2 separate regions of the Pan troglodytes genome follow, and region 1 is linked to region 2. A link is a contact called in public Hi-C data. All regions are on one chromosome and are shown on one strand. Each heading gives the region's core, a stretch centred on a gene start, on an enhancer-like site or on the middle of the called end of the contact. The rest is flanking DNA. Distances are from core to core; before and after follow the strand shown.

Evidence for each region. Hi-C and Micro-C count contacts between places; a contact is called where the count stands out from the background.
Region 1: a contact with region 2 is called in a Hi-C map of stem cell-derived neural progenitor cells, with 5 times the contacts expected there. The contact joins two enhancer-like sites. A contact is called at or near these places in 2 of 7 Hi-C or Micro-C datasets (induced pluripotent stem cells and stem cell-derived neural progenitor cells).

What each region holds. Positions count from the first base shown.
Region 1 is chr5:51,593,072-51,596,487 of NHGRI_mPanTro3-v2.0_pri, forward strand. No RefSeq gene overlaps it. Among named protein-coding and RNA genes, the nearest start is that of CLIC5, 300 kb to the right of the region's middle. Within about 2 kb of position 1,525, at least 3 of the 24 cell types and tissues checked have an H3K27ac peak or open chromatin away from gene starts, as enhancers often do. A contact at or near this core is called in stem cell-derived neural progenitor cells, where this site is marked.
Region 2 is chr5:51,388,917-51,392,415 of NHGRI_mPanTro3-v2.0_pri, forward strand. All of the region lies in intron 6 of RUNX2 (RUNX family transcription factor 2), which reads left to right. Among named protein-coding and RNA genes, the nearest start is that of SUPT3H, 130 kb to the left of the region's middle. Within about 2 kb of position 1,540, at least 4 of the 24 cell types and tissues checked have an H3K27ac peak or open chromatin away from gene starts, as enhancers often do. A contact at or near this core is called in stem cell-derived neural progenitor cells, where this site is marked.

The sequences.
Region 1 (3,416 bases), core at 275-2,774, 200 kb after region 2:
CTGCCCACCTTGGCCACCCAAAGTGCTGGGATTATAGGGGTGAGCCACCTCACCTGGCCCCTGAGTGCTTTTACATAGTTTATCTTATTTATTCCCTGGAATAAGTCTGTAAAAGTAGGTGCCATTACATTTTAGAGATGAGAAAATGGAGGTTCAGTGGTTCTAGGTGACTTGTCTGAGGTTATCTGAGTAGAAGGTGACAGGGTTGGGATTTGAACCAATGTCTGGCCCCAAAGCCTGGATGCGTCTCTTTATACACAAAGGCTCTTCTAATGAAAATGGGGCATTTATTTCTGTATATACTGTGGCTACGTTCTCCAAACAGTTCGGAGCTTTAGAAAATATTTTGAGAATTCTCACTCAGATAGACTTTCCGGCAAATACAACTTATTTTGCTTGAGAATTTCCCTGTTTCTTGCACCTTTGTCTATTCAGCTTGGAGAACCAACCTTGGGGAACAAAATCTCCCTCCACCTATCACAGACATTTTCTTTGATTGCTTTGAGACAGCAGCTGAGCCACCATCCACAGCTTCACCTATCAAGACAGGTGTCTCTGTTTTCCATGAAAGGTGTGACTGCCGGAGATCTCTGTCTTCAGCATTCTCCACCCTTCCCTCCCAGTGCTGCAGAAAGCCTGGCATAGGGTCAGGCTGGTGAGGCTGGATCCAGGCCTACCTTCTTGAACTTCAAGCCGTAAGTGGGACATTTACAAGGGAAAGATCCCTTCTGTGGAATCTCACCGTGAAGTTTCAAGGGCTGCTGCCCCACGCCCACTATGGGCGCTCATAGCCAGGGCTTCTCTGCGTGTCTTACTCTCACCTCTACATCTTTCACTCTCACCGTTATCTCTGAAGAACCAAAGGGAGAAATCACAGGAGTTGGAAATTCCGACGAACCTTTTGCTCTTAGTTGTTGTGCTGAGGCTGGGTGAGTCTCATTTTTAGAAGAAGATGGTGAGAGATTAGTGACCGTGGCTGCTAATCAGCCTTCATCTGAGGAGGAGGACTGCAGAGCCCCATTTTGTCAAAATGAGAGGGAAAATAAGGCAATGAGGCATGTGAAAGGGAAATGTGTTTTTATTTCCTTAAAACCATGCTTTACTGAAAGAGGCACACTGCTCGGGTCTCAGGCGCCCGAGGTGGACTCTGAAAGCTGGCTCTGAGAAGGGAGCGGGAGGGCAGAGAAGGGGAAAACCCATCTGGGACTTTAGCGAATTTTGAGCTATTCAAAAGTTGTTGATCTTGCCAGATTCCAACTTCTGACAGCTGCTAAATATGGCACCTGAGAAAATAGCTTTGATTTTGTAATTTGGAAATGGGAAGGGAAAATTCATTAGGGTTAAATGCACAGAAAGAACACCAGCGGCTTTCCTGTGTCCATCCAGAGGCTTTTAGAGACTTATTGAGTCCTGGTACACAGAGAGTAGATGTGAGGTCCCGCAAGGATGAAAAAGACATTTCCTCCCCTCTGAGCTTGGGCACTAACAATGACAAGCTGAAGGCAAAGCCTGTTAGGAATTCGCCTCTATGCAACATCCCCCTCTACTGGATTCTTGCATGGAAAAGAGCACCCTGACAGCCTCTGCTGCCCTAGAAGGTTTTCAGAGCTCTTTCTCTATGTTAACACACACTTTGGAGTCTCCAAGGCAATTTCCCCTGCCCTCTCTATTATGTCCTTGATTAAGATGAAACATTCTGTAAATGCACACACATCCAAGAAAGATAAGACACATACCAGAGAGAGAGGAATGAAATGATGATGGGGTCAGCGTGGAATTTTAGGACTCCAGAAGACTGGGTTGTTTACCTAGTGTGGGATTGAGGGCCAGAGAGGGGGGCGTTGCTGGAGGCACACAGCTGGTAAGAGGCAACACTTGTGCTGGAACCCCACCTCTCCCGACTCCCCTTTAGTGCTCTTTCTCCTGTGACAGAGTGACATGTATATTCAGAGTGATTGAACCTTGAACGTGGTTTCTGGTCATGGAAACCACAGGGCTTGTCTAAGGAGAAGGTGATCCTTCTGATTGTTTCTGTTGCAAGATCTCCTTCTCTGACCTGGGTGGACTTACTGCAGTTGCAACTGACCCCAGGGAATGGGGTCAGAAATGGTCTGGCCCCAGGTCATTGGTGATCCATAGACCATAAGTCCAGGCAGAGAGCCTGATACCATGAGAAGCACCTTCATGTCTTCCCCAGTCACAGGGCTGGGGCCTTCCCCATTAGAGTCAAGTGCATCTACAGCAGTCTGCCCAGTAGAAATTTCCACAATGGTGGAAATGAGCCATGTCTGCACTGTCTAATATGTAGCCACCAGCCACATGTGACTTCTGAGTCCTTGAAATGTGGCTAGGGTGACTGAGGAACTGAATTTTGAATCGTAGTTAATTGTAATTAATTTAAATTTAAATAGTTACATGTGTCTAGTGGCTACTTGATGGACAGGACAGTTCTAGGAAAGACTTGTTGACATATGTACATCACTTGGCCAACGAGACAGTAGTTTTCTTATTAGGTGCTGCTTGATAATTGGCAGGGCTGCGAGGAGAGGACAGAACCTGGGATGTGGCAGAACAGCTTGTACAAGCAGTGCTGGAGCAGAAGGAAAAACACCAAGGCTAAACTCTTGCTTCTGCCCCAGAGTAGCCGCATGAATTTGGGAAACACTTGGGACTCCATGTCTTCATCTGTAAAATGGGGAGGTGATTTGGTTCTCCACCTCTTTGCCTCAAAGGAGCCCTTTTATTATTTTTCCTCTATTGATTCTTTTTTAGACAAAAAAGCCTGTCTATGACACAAGCAACATTTACTGAAAGAGGAATTGTTGACATTTAAAATGACAAACTTGTAATCAGAATCTTTAACACCAGCTAACTAGAATGAACACAGTCAGTGGATATAATTCCATCCAAAAGCAAAGCACCTGAGGCATAATTAGCCTGTCTGGTCTCATGTGTAGCACACTCATATGCTTATGAATGGCTTTAAAAATACGAAGAATACCTCTAGGACTCCCGTTATGGCCTGCTAGGACATTTAGGGGGCTCAGGGACCCAGGTTAGGATCCAGATGAGATGATCTCTACCTTCCTTCTGGGTCTTAGAGTTGTGAGTCCAAGGAGGATTTGATGGGAGGATGTGGTCAGGAGTGAACAAGTTAGTACAGCACTTTTGGGGGAATCTGGGCCTTGTTGAGGGGAGGATACTGAAATGTAGATGGGAAAACCATGCAGCAGAATCTCACCTGATTCACGCTTTTGCTTAGGGCACTGCTTGGGGGCTACTGGAAAATGTTAGAGCCATCTGGGCCAGAGATGGCATCCGGATCAGGCAGCCACCAGCTGCCAGCTACCACACCAGGCTGTTCTTCCTTCCCTCTGGGCACCACCTCCAGCAGTGGGGGACAGGGCATGAGGCAA
Region 2 (3,499 bases), core at 290-2,789:
CCAGTTCAATACTATGATTCGAACTAAGGGCCACTCTCCCTTGCCAGCATCACATCTCAGTGGCATTTCAAGTTCTTGTCCCACCCTTTTGTATCTCATTTCTTTCCCTCTTCTAGCTTTGCCATTGAGATTCAGGATATGCCAAGGCTGAGAGGCCAGGACAGGTATGACATGTGGTATAGCCTCTTTCTTCTTCTATTAGATTTTTTTTAAAACAAGAAATGCCTGTCCTTTTCTGTAAGACAGTTATGATCCCTATCTAGCAAAAGTTGGTGATACATAAGAGTGCTTCTCATCACCTTGTCTTAACAATGCAACTTCCTTCTGGTTTTTCTTTTAACATTTTATTACAGGATATGATATCTTAGGCCATACATATCGTTTTTCATTCTCTTCTCTGCTTATTGTCTTCTAAGTTTACTAATTCTCTCTTCTCCCATTGTTTGTGTTGTAATATAACCTATGGTCATGCCTGGTGTACCCTACATAGCTTCCAGTTTTAACCAGTTTGCTGCTTTTTTTTCTCAGATTTCATTTTTAGACTCTGTCACTCGGGTCTGTCTCCTGCCGGATGATTCTGGTAGCCACCAGATCAGTTGGAGAAGGCCCTTGGTGGGGACAAGGGGGGTCCGCACCTTGCTCTTGGGGCTTCTCAGCAGACATGAGCCAGATGCTCTGTGATGGGAGGCGCTGCATTGTCAGCTACCTTTCATAGCCACCCCGAGTCAGCTCTGCATGGCTGCAGTCATTTCTGATGCAGTTACAGTCTCCAGAAAGGACTGAGGGTTGGGAGCTCACTCTTCTGAGTGGTTAGCATCATAGCATTTTGTATCTGGAAAACATCTTAGAGATAACCCACCCATTCCCATGTTACAGGTGAAAACAGTGAGACTCAGAGGCCATAAATTATTCGTCCACGGCTGCACAGTTAGTGCCAGAGCCTCCAGTCTAGGGCTCTTCCTATGCTTGGAGGAGGCCATTTGTTTGTAAATGGTTTCCTATTAGTCAAGAGAACCAGAAATGAGTGAAGAAAGCTCATTCTAAAACTCCAGTCTTGCTGACAGGGTTATTAGAAAAGACATAGAATTTAACATTTCATATTTAGTGTAGATTGTTTTGAAATGGGAATCTCTGTATGTATGAATGTGTATATGTATAAGTGTGAGTATGTCTGTATTATGAATGACAGTAATATGACAGAAATAGTTTAAGATAGGAAATGGCGAATCTGCTCCTCTGTGTTAGGATGATTGACCCTGGTAGCAATTAAGAGGCATAGTTCTAAGCCAGTAGACTCTGTATATCATTTTTGACACCCCAGTTTTCTCAAGAAATATTTGAGGTTTACACAGCCTGATTTGAGTACTGTTTAGGGGGAAAATGGGTGGAGAATAAGGGGTGGGATTGTGGGGATCTTTGATTATACCTTGTTGCCCCAATACGGCAGGTACTCCCTGCAGACAGCTTTGGCAGAATCACTGGCTGTCATGGTGTCCTGTTACACAGAAGCCTGCTGGCCGCAGGAACAGGAAATAGCCTTTTGTGTGCGGGTTCAGGCTTTGCTCCCATTGACTTGTTTCCTCCCGTCTGCATGAAGTTCAGCACCCTGTCCCTGGTGTGCCTTGTTGTGAGCAATTCCTAGGAAAGCAGATCCTCCTTCACACCCACACATGTTTAACCAAAGTGTTTACAAAAGGAGCCTTGCTAATAGCAGCTGCCTTGTTTCCAGCATACCTTTGGGCTTTCAGAAAGCTCTCTGCCTGCTCTGCTGCCCCCACTCAAACTTACTCATTCAGAAGAGAATTGGACATGTTTTCCCGGAGTCAGTTCATTTTCCCGGGATGCCTTTTTTTTTTTTCTTGTCTGCCTTCCTCCCTTCTCAATATGACTCCAAGTGTTTAGGGTTCAATTATGCAGATGCGAAATTTGGCTTTTTAGTCATTTGAAAGTATGGAGACTCCTAGAGCTCATGACTCTTATATATCACTGTAGGAAGTGCACAGCCACCCCCTTTTTGTTCCCCATACCAGTGATTGTACTTCAGAAGCTGTGGTCCTGCTCAAAAAAGACTGTTTGCTTTCCTCGTCTCCACAGGTTTACATAAAGGGTTGTCTCCATTTTTGCCTGATGAAAGGCAACTTGAGACAGATGAACCACCCCTCTCCCAATTAGCATTTTTGAGCACCCCCTGGGTATGGTTTTGCCTTCTGTACTTTTATGTTTTGTGGTTTATAGGATGGAAAGCAGATGCAACCACTCTTCAAGAAGTCTAAGCTGAAGGAACACCACCCTAGAAGGAGAACTTATAAAATCGATTCTGACATTGGTGCTCCATGGTTCCTTTCCATCTTTAGAGCGTTTTTAAAACACAATTCCATGCTTGTGACAGGCTTTGCCTCGGTTGAAACACATGCTGAAGGGATTCCTTATGTCAGATGACTGGTTCTTTTTTACGGCTTTCAGTGGCTTCTACCTAAGACAGAAAAAGAGAAATTAACCTGAACCCTTAATAGCTAGATTTGGTCTACTCTCACGGAGGAAACCATGATTGCTTCTGAAAATGTGTTGTTGCAGATCTGAGGGGTCCAATAAATAGCCTTCCCTTTATTCCTGGTGGTGGTTCTTAGTGTGCTTTCTTGGCCCTGGGGACTCCTTTCTGCCTGGGTTCATCCTCAGGGTCCGCAGGAGCAGCCCTGGTCCTCTGCTTTGTTCTCTTCTCTCGCATGTAGTCATTTTGATCAATCACATCCTGTCTGTGAGTACAGCAGACCCATCAGATAGGAAAGACCTGATTTTCTCTCTCAAGTTTATGTTACAGGTCAGATTTGATTACCACTTCCCTCTAAGACCCCCTATTTTAGGTGGCAGGAGAGAAGTTGGTGGAGAAATAAGAGTGGAGTCATCTTTAGTGATATGTAGTGCCTCAGATTTCCCAAGCACTCAAGAGTGTGTGCATAAAAACCCAACACCAGAGGGTAGCTCATATATCATATCCATATGAAAACATATGTCAATTTGTTGAATTTCTCTAATATAGTAATTAAAATAATATTGATACTGTTTCTGAAGATTGCCATATAAAAAGAATGAATTATAGTTTTTAAAAAAACATAAAAATATTTAAAGTTCAACAACAGTTTTGTTGTTGTTGTTGTTGAGACAAAGTCTCGCTCTGTCGCCCAGGCTGGAGTACAGTGGCGTGACTCAGTGCCTCCCAGGCTCAAATGATCCTCCCTCCTCAGCCTCTAGAGTAGCTGGGACCACAGGCATGTGTCACCGCACCCGGATAATTTTTGTATTTTTTTGTAGAGGTGGGGTTTCACCATCTCTACAAAAGCCTGTTACCCAGGCTGGTCTCCAACTCCTGGGCTCAAGTGATCCACCCAACTTGGCCTTCCAAAGTACTGGGATTCTAGGCCTGAGCCACCGTGCCTGGCAACAGTTTTCTTTTCTTTTCTTTTTTTTTTTTGGAAACTTTCTGTGAGATAGGATTGATTTA